2 separate regions of the Mus musculus genome follow, and region 1 is linked to region 2. Evidence: chromatin contacts called from public HiChIP or PLAC-seq data. All regions are on one chromosome and are shown on one strand. The core of a region is the stretch at or near the end of the contact, and the rest is flanking DNA. Distances in the headings are between cores, read along the strand shown. Region 1 has its middle 16 kb from the start of 4930447M23Rik. Region 2 has its middle 7.7 kb from the start of Gm3363.

Evidence for each region. HiChIP or PLAC-seq counts read pairs in DNA pulled down with a chosen protein or histone mark.
Region 1: a contact with region 2 is called in a FOXA1 HiChIP or PLAC-seq map of pancreatic cancer cells. The contact joins two enhancer-like sites. A contact is called at or near these places in 1 of 484 Hi-C or Micro-C datasets (bone marrow-derived macrophages) and 10 of 115 datasets of contacts at active chromatin or transcription factors (the 230-238 cell line, the NIH/3T3 cell line, bone marrow-derived macrophages and 7 more).

What each region holds. Positions count from the first base shown.
Region 1 is chr2:19,324,700-19,331,427 of GRCm38.p6, forward strand. No RefSeq gene overlaps it. Among named protein-coding and RNA genes, the nearest start is that of 4930447M23Rik, 16 kb to the right of the region's middle. Within about 2 kb of position 3,297, at least 27 of the 459 cell types and tissues checked have an H3K27ac peak or open chromatin away from gene starts, as enhancers often do. A contact at or near this core is called in pancreatic cancer cells, where this site is marked.
Region 2 is chr2:18,765,516-18,771,630 of GRCm38.p6, forward strand. No RefSeq gene overlaps it. Among named protein-coding and RNA genes, the nearest start is that of Gm3363, 7.7 kb to the left of the region's middle. Within about 2 kb of position 1,611, at least 399 of the 459 cell types and tissues checked have an H3K27ac peak or open chromatin away from gene starts, as enhancers often do. A contact at or near this core is called in pancreatic cancer cells, where this site is marked.

The DNA.
Region 1 (6,728 bases), core at 2,047-4,546, 560 kb after region 2:
TCATGATATGGATCTGGGGGGGGGGGGGTCAGTAAGGCCTACCCACATTCCTCCTCATGTCCCATTAGCCTGGCCAACTCTGTTTTGTAAAAGTGCCCCCATTTTGGTTGAGCTTTGGCCATTTCTGAAGCTACAGTAATCTGGTATGAACTAAAGTCATCTGTATTTCTAGATTCTCACCCTCCCCACCCTCTGCTGATTCAGAGTCAGCTGACTGCAAGCACACACTATAGATGTGACATAGAGCCTCCGACATTTTTTTTTTAGAACTCTGTAAGTGACCTCCATTCTGCCATATGGATATGGTCTCCTCTAAGGGTCTCCTTAGACTCCATTCTGCAGTCTGAGGCATTAATAAATCTCCTGATCAATCTCTTACCCCAAAAGACAGTACAGCTGAGTGTCACCCCCTCGAACCTCAAACCTAAGATCTTCCGAGAGGATGCACAGAGGTGTGTCTTATTTGAAAAGCTACTTGAGAACTGCTTTTATGAAACTTGTAGACTCCTCTTCTTGGCCAACTAAATACAGATAAGAGCCTGGGAGTTCTTTCCTTCTGCATCTGTCTTTTCTCTTTTGGATCAGACTCCTGCTTGACTCTGCAAAGGCACTATCAAAGTTTCTCTTGTCTTGGGGGGATAACATACTCTGACAAAGCATTTCAAGGGAGAAAGTGGTGCCAGTCTAACCCATTGTTTAAGATCTTGTCCATCATGGCACTTAAGCCAAGCTGGCAAAAGCTTGAAGCACTCGGTCCCATAGAATCCGTAGGGAAAGCAGAGAATGACGAACATGTTGCCTATCACCCTTCTCTCTTTCTCCATTTACACAGTTAGGGATCCTCTGTCCAGGGAATGACTTGCCCACAATTAAGATAAGTCTTCCTTCATCAATTATCTCAATCAAGGCATGCCCAGAGGTCTTTTCCTGATGATTGTGGATTCTGTCAAGTTGACAGTTAGCATTTACCATGGTGGTCACTCACAGAGCATCTGTCAAACCTACCTCATACGCTGCCCCCCCCATCCAGTACCAAGGCTGAAACTACAGAGATAATCAAGCCGTAATCAGGCAGATACTTGCAACCTCATTTTGATGGTAGGGTAGGTTCAGAGGGATTGGCTCCTTATACAAGGTAACTAAAAACAGGATAGAAGTTTTGGTGTCTCTATTTCTATCTGTGTCTGTACTTTATACTGAAGACACAGAAACAAATAATGTAAGGGTCTGTGATTTGGCAAGAATGATACCCTAGACTCAAACAGTATGCAACAGCAAAGAGTATTTATTCAGCAGAGAACCTGCAGGCAGAGGTCCACCATACTTCAGGATGGAAGACAGAGGTGTGGATTTTGCAGGGTCAATTTAACGCCTGTTAGGGTAGCAGTGGGTGACTTTTACCTTTCTTTCCCTTGATTGGTTGGTTCTATCACCAGGGGTTTGGGTGCCTTTGTGATTGGTTAAGGCGCTGGGGTATGTTAGGGGACTTTGACTGGTTAACTATACTTGCCTGCCTCAAACTAGGTGGTGGGGCAGCTTCAAGAGCTTCTAATTAGCTGCCCGTGAGGTTGGCTCAGGCTAAGTGGAGGGGCAGCTTCCTGAGTGGCTGCCCATGAAGGGTGTTTTATTCTGGAATTGCCTTGTTTTGGACTTTTCTAATTCTGGGAAACAGAAACTTAGGCCGAGTCTCCCAAACTGCCAGTTTGCAGCCTGTCATGGAGTCAGCCTGACTCTGGATAACTCTGTCCTCTCAACAAGTCTTTGACCTTAACTTTAACTCTAATTATTTCTCCATTTTGAATTACAGGACAGACCTACCTTCCCATGAAGAGAATTATCTAGGAGGGTGAGGCTAACCTCTCAGCAATGAACAGGTTAATAATTAATGACTTATTGAGCCACCTTAGATGACAGAACACCTTCAGTACAACCTGACAGACTTGAGTTAAGACCATGAGCAATGTTTGGGTGAACCACATCTTGACTAGATTTGTCCTCTTTCTAATGAAACAGAATAAAAAAATATCCTTTCCCTGCTGTAACCATGTCTTTAAATGGTGAATTGGCAGGTGAGCTGACCCTGATGAGGCTGTCAGAACCTATACTTTTGTCTTAAAAACTCTGGGAAGAGGCTTATCCACCTGCCAAGCCATATAAAGTGGGGAAGACACCCAGAGTTTACTGAATGTGGGGACAGGAGAGTGGAAGACACCCAGAGGCCCAAAGCTACAGGATAGGATCTCCATGACACAGGGCAACAACAGGCTATCTGAGAGGAGTCCCAGTGAGAATCGAGTATTGGTAGTATAGCAGAAGCCAGAGACCTCAAACCAGACCAATGACTCACTGCAATGAAGATTTGCAAGTAAAGATGTGTGGACAAAAGGGTGACACACTCACTTCTACAATGACATATTTTGTTTGTTTTTTATTTTCTTTTGGGGGGGGTTCAAGGGTGGTGGGTGGACACAGAGGTTCCAGGAGATGAGTAGTGTCTTAGTCAGGGTTTTTATTCCTGCACAAACATCATGACCAAGAAGCAAGTTGGGGCGGAAAGGGTTTATTCAGCTTAAACTTCCACATTGCTGTTCATCACCAAAGAACAGGATAGGAACTCAAGCAGGTCAGGAAGCAGGAGCTGATGCAAAGGCCATGAAGGGATGTTACTTACTGGCTTGCTCAGCTTTCTTTCTTATAGAACCCAGGACTACCAGCACAGGGGTGGCACCACCCACAATGGGCGCTCTCACTTTGATCACTAATTGAGAAAATGCCTTGCAGCTGGATCTCATGGAGGCATTTCCTCAAGGGAGGCTCCTTTCTCTGTGATAACTCCAGCGTGTGTCAAGTTGACAAAGGAAAACCAGCCAGTAAAAGTAGGGTTGGTGTGAATGATGTGAAATTCACATAAGAATCATAAAAGTTAAAACAAACAAAAAAAAAACCCAACCAAATAAAAATCCCTTTGGAACAGCTTTGTTGAGCTGTTATGCAAATATGAAGATCACTATGTAGGCCAGACTGCCTGGGGCTTGTAATAATTTTCTACATTTTCCTAGTGCTGAGATTCCAGGTTTTATACTGTCCACAGGTCCAGTCTCTGGGGCTGAGCGGAATGGTGAGTGTCAAGGCCCAAAACAAACACACCTGGGCCAGGAGTCTGTTAAAGCAGGAACTCACTTTATTAAACTAGGCACTTGTTTATATAGACAGGACAAGGAGGTGAGGATAGGGGTATGGGGTGAGATGACACATGGGGTGGAGTGAGATGACAAAGGCTGGGGGCGATCTCACGGGTCCTATAAGAAATTGACACATCAGCAGTGGTTAGGCAGAGGCTGTCTCATTCAGGTTGGTAGGTCCTGCTGAGTCATTCTTAAGTGGAGAAGAACGACAGGTCTTGAAAATTGAGCCAGGCTCAGGTTTGTCCAACATTATACAAGTTCTGCCCCTCACAGTTGTAGGCCAATCCATTATCCACTGAGCCATCCTCAAATCCCTAGCTATGAAGGCTTTAATGCTTTATATTCAAAGCAGCTAGACTTCCTAGGACGCTGGTTTACTTTAGTTATGTTTTCAAAGGGCTTAATTTTAAAAGATAGTAATTAAATGATTCATGTTTCCTGTTTAGTTTTGTAGAGCTTTTAACAGGATCTGGCTCATTTAAACTTGTTTAGGTTGAAATCTTTTATCAACCATTTTATAACTCCTTTATAAACATGGTTATCTCATATATGAAGTATACTTAACAGATCAAGTGATAAATCTACTCATTGTCCTTGCTGCTGTTTTTGAATATATGTTTCAAGATGTTTCAAAATGTAATATATTTTTTAAAGAGATAGGCTTTCACAATGCTCATAGTCTGGTCTCTTCTAGAACTTTCTGTGTAAAGTAGGCTTGCCTTGAACTCACAGAGATCTTCCTGCTTCTGCCTCCCTGGTTCATGGATTAAAAGCAGACACTTAATATGTGTATCTAAGCAATTTTTAAAAATCATCTTTATTTTGAATCAGGGTCTCATGTAGCCTAGGCTAGCCTACAACTCACTATGTAGCCAACGATAACCTTAAACTTCTGACCTTTCTTCTTCAATTTGCCAAGTGATGGGTTACAACCTTGTGCCACCATAAGCAGTAAGGACAAAATTTGGTGCTCCAATGTAAAATAGGAACTTAACTACAAGTAGGCCAATGTTCTAAGAAAGTCTGAATGCCTTGAACAAATCTTATGGTCAGTCATAGTGAAGAATCCCTGCAACCCCAGCATTCAGAAGACAGTTGCATGGGGACTGCTGCAGGATTGAGGCTAGCCTGATCTAAAAGCAACTAGCCTTTGTCTAAAATACTGTTCTGCTCTCAGTGGGGTTTGCAAAAAGGCATTGACTTAGCTGAGCAGGTTTTGTTTGCTTCCTGCTGCTTTTGTCAGGCTTTGAGTACTAAGGAAAGGAGTTCTGACAAAGTCCAGATTCATTTAAGTTCCTGCTTCTGTCAAGCTTGTTACATGGGCACTTTATGCATGCTATTACTTTAAGGTGATTCTATGGCTTTCAAACCCTTCCCATCTGTGACTAAACAGGCACAGAGATGTGTGTCCAAACATTCGAATATTGTGAAAATATTTGTATAGTTAAAGGCACATATGCTTAACACATATAAAATGATGAACAAGTATTCTCTTTCATATAATATATATTGATTCTGGATTTGTAACACAAAATGGCTAATAAAAAATTTTAAACATCTCTACTTTTTATTATATACTTGCCATTTAGGCAAACCTTCTATTTAAACCTGTTCTAAATTTATTTATCTCAACCAAATAAGCACTTGGGTTTTGTATATATGAACTCGTAGGAACATCAGAAAATTATTCTATTGGAGTACATTGTCTGAAAATTTGTTAGAAGTCTAGATTTTTTTTTATTTTTGCCAATGCAGTAAACATGTGTTTACCTAGATAAATATTTTAAAATTTGCTTCAAAAGTAGAAACTTCAGATGGGGAGTTGTCTAGTGTGATAGTACCTGCTGCACAGGCATGGGGACCTGAGTTCAAATCCCCAGCACACACATAAAAGCTGGGCACAACCATGCAAGTCCTCATAATCATAACAGTGGTGAGAGAAGATAGAAATGGGAGGATTTCTCAGGCTTGCTGGCCTCTAGCCCAAACACACACACACACACACACACACACACACACACACACACCACACACACACACACACACACACACACACACCACACACACACACACACACACACACACACCCCACACACACACCACACACACCACACACACACACTACACACACACACACACACACACACACACACAACACACACACAAAACACACACTGCAAGTTCTTTGAGAGGGTGGACCTTTTCTTGGCTCTTACTGAGTTTAGTTCTCCGTGCTAGGATCTTAGGCAATCACTAGTAACCAAAGTCACCCCGAAGCCATTGGATTCTCAATTCCTTGTCTCATATCCAAGAAGAATATGGAAGCATGGGCAAAGAGTGAGGAAAGTGAACACTGATTTATTTAGAGAAAATTGGGGGATTCCCCAGGAGCGGGAGAGGCTACAGGGGAGGAATATGACCATGTTCTCCGCCTGGTGGGCTTTTATGGATATGGATGGAGACTAATGGTTGGAGCATCTCATGAGCAGAACGTGTGAGACCACACAATCTGTGCAACCTTCCTTCACCCAACAAGATAGTTACTCATTTATTCAGGGGATCACGTTTACTATGTGATTAACTCATGACTTCCTATGCACCTTGCCCTTGTTGTTTGAGGGCAGTTATCTCCTTTTTTAGAAGTAGAAGTTAAATTAATGTCTATGTAAAAGACTTCTAAGTAGCTCTGTGTTCACTGTTCTGGTGTCTTTGTATGTTTAGTGTATCTATGTTGCTCGATTGTGTAAGCCTTTTAGAATACAAAGCTTAGCGGAACATTTTGCTAACTTGGTATCCTCTAACATGAGATGGTCAGTGGTACTTTCCATATCCAGGCTTGTGATCCTGTATCCCTATTTATGTCGTGACTACCACCTTTAAGCAAAAACAGTCACACATGCCCTAGACCTCACTCCAGGTGGTGCTCTTTGATGAACAGAAGGTATTGGGTATAGATCAGCAAATGAATACATTTGTAAAAAAAAGGTCTAACTTTTTAAACTATTTTTATCTCATTTATTTTGTTCACATGTATATGGACTACTTTATAGTATGAACTGAGATAATGTTGCATCAATGACAATACCTTGACTATGACTGCATAGTTATGTACACCTCTGTGTTGTGGTTTGAATGAGCATGGCCTCCATTGCCTTATATTTGAAGGCTTGGTTGGCAGTGGAACTGTTTGAGAAGAATTAGGAGGTGTGACCTTGTTAAAGGGGGTATGTTACTGAGGGCGGGCTTTAAGCCCATACCACTTTCAGGTAGTTCTCCTCTCTCTCTCTCTCTCTCTCTCTCTCTCCTGCTCTCTCTCTCCCTCCCCCCCCTTTGTACTTGTGAATCATATATAAGCTCTCAGCTACTGTTCCTCTGCCATACTTCCTGCCTACTGCATGGGCCCCACCATGATGGTCCTGGACTCTAACCCTATAGAACTGTGAGCCCCCAAATAAATACTCTCTTCTATGAGTTGCCTTGGTCATGATGTTTTGTTATGGCAACAGAAAAGTAGCTCTCTATTTAAGCCTAAACTTGATGTAA
Region 2 (6,115 bases), core at 361-2,860:
CTAGCACTTTAATGAGACAGTAATCCAGAGCCAAAACAGAGAGAGAAAAAAAAAAGTTTGTCATGGTTGTGAAATCTTTAGGAAAGTATACGTAACACCCAAACACTGCCAAAGAAAAGCTAACCTTGAGGGCAATTTTAAGTGTTAAGATTTGATGAGAAGATGGAATCCCAGGGCATCAAGAGCAAGGAGAAACAGAAAGGAAAACAGATACAAAGTAGCACGTTAGTGAACACTTGTGAGAAAGTACTGCTGACTGTTCCTAAACAGAAAGGAAAACAAATACAAAGTAGCACGTTAGTGAACACTTATGAGAAAGTACAGCTGACTGTTCCTAAACAGAAAGGAAAACAGATACAAAGTAGCACGTTAGTGAACACGTATGAGAAAGTGTAGCTGACTGTTCGTTCTGCAGCTTTCAGGCAAAGCTCAAGCCTTGGGAGTGTCCGTGGTAGAGACTGATATGCCGGGTAGTGTTTGTTTTCTGCCTCTGTGAAGGTTTGTCTCATACTGTTCTAACTCACCTTGCGCTGGGACCTTGGGCAGATAGAGGCAGAACATTCCACCATCAGGGCCCCTATAAGGAAGCAGGGTTGAATCTTTACCCTCATTTGTTGGGGGTTATCTGTCAGGGAGGGAACAGGAGTGGAACCCTCCGCAGAAAGGCCAGCCCTGGACACCACGAAGCAGAGGTGGTGGTGAGGTTGGTGGGGCTAAGTAAATCTGGAGAAGTACATCAATTGCTCTGGGTGTTCTTTAGGCAACAACATTGCCATATTGTTCTTTAGGATATTTTCTTTCTATTGTTGGAGTGAATCTACTCTTAGAGGACTTAGTTCTGAGAAGGATGCTTTTAAGGCTCATGTAAATTTCCTAAGCAGTAAATATTTTTTTCCTATCAGCTTGTCTCTCAGTCACCTACCCCCTAGCAGCAGCTTCTCCCCCAAAACAGACACCCTACTTCGGCCAACTTTTGAGGACATTATTTTACTTACAGTTTGAGCAGAATAAACTTTATATACCTTTAGATTACACTTCTGTGAATTGTGGCAACTGTGATGTAATCACCACTGCTTTTGAGCTATAAAGTTATTGTCCAGCCTGCAGTGTACTACTTTCGTTTTCTGGCCAGGCAAAGGCTTTGTTTACAGCTTTTAAACATGGACTCTAGTTGGTCGTGATCTTTTCTGCGATTTTCCTCATGTTATGTTTTCAGATCCTTGTGAGTTGTTACCTGTATTAACACTGAGTTAATGCTAGGTTCCTTCTTGAGGGTGTGATGTGCTTTTAGACAGTGTTACCTGCATTATCCTCATTACTCCTCACCATCCTGACCAGAACAGCACTCCACTGACCAGAACAGACACTGGTAAAACCTGCTCCCTGGAAGTGGGCGCAATCACCCTCGGATGCAATCCAGGCCCAGAACGTCCCCGAAGCTGGAGCTGGGCGGCCGCTGGGCCACTGGAGTGCGCAGATGACGGATCCTCAGGCTCACAGAAGGTAGAATCCTGGCCAGAAAATAACCCGAACTCGGTCTAAGGCAGCGGTTCCGGGAGCAGCATGCTTATAAGAGCAAGGACAAACCGCACTACACCCGGCGTTTCCCTCCGCGCGCGGACGGCTCTACTTCCCGGCTGGGCGCTTGGCTCGGGGATCGTGGGGCTCGTAAGCTCTCCGTGGGCGCCTTTCCCGATGTCGTCGCTGGGCTTCCCGGGAGCAGGGGTGGCCGCGCTGCCGCCGCGCGCTGCACAGAGCTGACCTTGTTCTGCGCGGTGTCTGCTTGAATGGCGTCGGGAGTTGGGGTCGGGACGCGTGGGCCCAAGGCGCCCCGGCCTGCCATCCCCTCGGGCCCCGCAGCGGACTTTCGTTTTGTGCTGAGCGCCAGGGCATTGTTCCCCTACTCATGGACTCACCGGGTGGCTTTGTCTGTCGGCCTTCCTGGGGCGGAAGGAGGGCAAAGGCTGGGGCGTGGATTTGGATTGTGCACCACCTTCTCCTTTAGCTTTGAGCCACTGGCCGTTGTCCCCTTTAGGGTTTTGATCTTTGGGTTTTATTGTTTTCTTGTGCTCAAAATTGCGTACAGAAGCTAGTTTTCTGGCTCTTTGCACCATCATCTTGTGTTAGGAGAAAGGAAAGAAAGGAAGGAAGGAGGGAAGGAAGGAAGGGAAGGAAAGGAGGGAGGGAGGGAAGGAAGAAAGAAAGAAAAGAAAAGAAAAGAAAAGAAAAGAAAAGAAAAGGAGGAAAAGAAAGGAAAGGAAAGGAAAGGAAAAAGAAGAGAGGAGAGGAGGGGAGAGGAGGAGAGGGGAGGGGAGGGGAGAGGAGGGGAGGGGAGGGGAGGGGAGGGGAGAGGAGGAGAGGGGATGGGGAGAAGGAGAGGAGAGGAGGAGAGGGGAGGGGGAGAGGAGAGGAGAGGAGGAGAAGAGGAGAGGAGAGGAGAGGAGAGGAGAGGAGAGGAGAGGAGAGGAGAGGAGAGGAGAGGAGAGGAGAGGAGAGGAGAGGAGAAGAGAAGAGAAGAGAAGAGAAGAGAAGAGAAGAGAAGAGAAGAGAAGAGAAGAGAAGAGAAGAGAAGAGAAGAGAAGAGAAGAGAAGAGAAAAAAGAATATGAGGCCTCCTCGGGATGGTGTGCAACCCTTGGCAGAAGCAATGTGACCTCGGGGCCTAGGGGAGGGAATTGACCTGTGTTAGAATTAGGGTTAGGGGTCCTATGATTTAAGACTATCCAAAGCAAACGTGGGAAGAAACTGAAGTCTAAGAAGTCATCATCTATTTGTTCATACAACCTGTCAGGAATGAGAAAACAAATAAGTAATAGCAAATAAATAATACCAGCAAGGCGGAATGTGAGCTCAAGGCTGGCTTTAGAACTACTTTTCGCCAATTACCTCCCACAGTCATGACATTTTAAACCTTTTGCATACAGTTTATGTATTTGCTTATTGGTTTCTCTCCTTCCTGTAAACCTACTAAAAAAAAAAAAAACAAAACAACAACAACAACAACAAAAAAACACAGGAGTTCACTTTTTTTCCCTGGAGCCTAGTATGTTATTTGGCAATATATACAGCATTGCAGATATTTACTGAATCAGCAAGTTAAAAAAAAAAAAGCATTACTTAAAGGTCCTGTGAGTTGAGGATAAACATACCACAGGACACAAGGAAAATGGTTCTTAACTCGCTTTTACTTTTTGACTCAAGAACTCATAAGGAAGAAAAAGATCTCTTTCCTCTCTTCTTCTTCTCAGTCTAGGGACTCTGATGTGAACTCACCTAACGTGCACAAGGAAAATGGAAGCCCACACTGTTCTTCACTGATGTGCAGTTACAGAGTTCCCTCCAGTCTGTGGCACTGCCAGGAGTGTTCATGGCCAGCCACTGTGAGTCTTTGAAGAGTACCTAGACAACATTATACACTCTTAAAGACACACCTGGAGGGTTGGAAACTGGGCGAACCTCCCTAGTTTAGAGAAAAATGATATGAAGTACTTAAGTGGGATCCCCTCCCCCCATCTCAGACAAGCCAGCTACCCACAAGGAATTCTCCTGTATCAATTTGTATTTCTTTGGAAGTTTTGGTTAGGCAAAGTCTGCAGCTTGGCTGGACAGGCTTGTAATTCCTATCAGACCATCTCTCCATAAGAAGTAAATTTAAGATTTCATGTATTAATGTTACGATCATTCCAGTAATTATGGCACCCTAATATGGAACACTAGAGACATCTTTTGAGGTCACGCTTTCAAGTGTATCTAACCAGTGAACTATGTAACCAGTGAACATCCAGTAGTGTCAGGGACTGTCACTGGTGCCACAGGTACAGCAGGGAGCAAACAAAGGTCTCCCTGCTCTCCAACAGCATTGCATTATCACTGTGCTTTTTCTCTATTTTAATCATTAATTTGCCATCTGCCTTCTTGACTAGCTGGGCCTCTTCACTAGGTTTTTTTTCCCCTTTCCTATTTCCTGTCTCTCAATTCATTCAGAATATAAATTTATGAAATAAAATGTGATGGAGGGATGGCTCATCAGTTAAGAGTAATGACTGCTCTTCCAGAGGTCCTGGGTTCAATTCTCAGCAACCACATGGTGGCTCACAACCATCTGTAATGGGATCTGATGCTCTCTTCTGGTGTGTCTTAAGACAATGACAATGTACTCATAATAAATAAATAAATCTTTTTAAAAAAGAATGTATAACATCATGAGAAAATGTTTAATAAAATAGTGGTAGGAGAAAAAATTGTGATGAAATAAAACAAAGAAAATAGCCATTTAAGAAGCTAACTTTTAGCAAAAGGATTATTGTTTTCAAGTTTTCTTTTTTATAAAGTCTGAATATTCTTTCAGTTGGCTGTGGCGTGAATGGAAATAATTACTATCTAGTCAACTTCTATCCTTCTGTAAGAATGTTTTTTTTTTTCACCTAAACTTTGATCACAGCCAACTTTAAAATACACCACAAACATAATGTGGAAAATAGCAACATTGAGCATGTAAAACAGATGCCCTCAAGATTGATTTTCTTCCTTCCCTCCCTCATTCTCCCTTCCTCTTTCTTTCTCTCTCCTCTCCCTCTCTAGGTCTCTGTCTCTTGACAGAATCTCACAGGACAGCTCAGCCAGGACTCAAATTCGCAGCAACCTTCTTCTGCCTTAGTCTCCAGGTGCTGCGATCACAGGCATAAACCGCTATCACAGACTTCTAGGAAAAATTTTAGAAAGTAGTAAATAATACTAGCTTAGAGGTCTGGGTTGTGTGAGGAGATTCTAGTGTATAGCTCAGCCTGGGAAGGAACGGTCAGTCTCAATTTATTTTCGTTGCACTGTCCTTGATTTTCTGCCACTTGTTTGCTCTAAGTTTTCTCCCTTTACTCTGAAGTACTTGCTGCCCTCAATGTTCTCTGAAGACCATAGATTAAGTGCAAGTCTCCTCCTCCCCCATTGCCTGTTTACAGGAATTTTATTTCAGATTTGCTGAGACATTTTTTTCTGCGCGATCTCTGTTTCCCTCCTCATTGTCTTTGGGCTAAAGGGAGGATGTCAGGTGGTCTCTTCCCAACCTTCCTTTCGCAATTTCCCAAACAGTGAGGTCAGAGATGGATTATTGACCATGCTGGTGAGTCTCAGTGTTGGCTGGCATAGGAGAATCACTTGGGAGGCCTTTAAAAAAATACTGGTTCCTAGGCTGCCCTGGACCAGTTAATTTCAAATCAGTGGAATTAGAGTCCTGGTGCTGTTCTTGTTATAAATATCTAGAATACTACACGGAACGCCACTTCGGGAAGCCGTGCCATGGGTAGCTCAGATGCACGTTTATTACAAGAGTTCTCAAGCTTAGTTCCCCGTCTCTACCGTACATGGGCTGGGATTATAGGTGCGTGTCGTTAGTGGACGCACAGTTGGCTTATCCATAAATTAAAACGCTGATGGAAGAACCTTCTAAAGTTCTTTAAGATCTAAGTTTTAATGTACAATAGTTAATTTTAGGAAGATAGTTTCACCAATCCCCCTTGCTTTAAAAATGTAAAATTACTGTAAATGCACACATTAAATGTGTGTGTCTATGGGGACACCACAGCAATCAATGTTCAGAGCATTTTTATCACTCCCAAAGTTCGATCGTGCCCCTTTGCTGGCGATCCCCACCCATCAGTCTCAAACAACCTGTGATCTGTTTCCTGCCACTATTGATTAGCTTGCTTTTCTGAAATTTATATAAAGGCTCCAGGGCAGAGGATGATTCAGTAGATAAAAAGCTTGCTGTTCCAAACATGAGGAACTGAGTCTGGATCCTTACCACCACATAAAAATCACAGTGCTGGAGAAGCAGCAACAGGAGCATTCGTGGGATTTGCTGGCCATCCAGCCTGACCTACTGAAAGAGAGACCCTGCCTCAAAATCTACCATGGAGAAGCAATTGAGGAAGAAACTGGGCATAAAACTCTGGCCTCCACACACATGCACACGTGCATACAAATATTTAAGCACATAAAACCTTCATATATACTACTTTCTGGTGTCTGGATACTTTGACTCTGCCTCACGTATTCTTTTTGCAGTGTGCCTATTTTTGCATTCTTCCATTAGGAGTGGGGTCTGTTCTCCAACTCTTGAA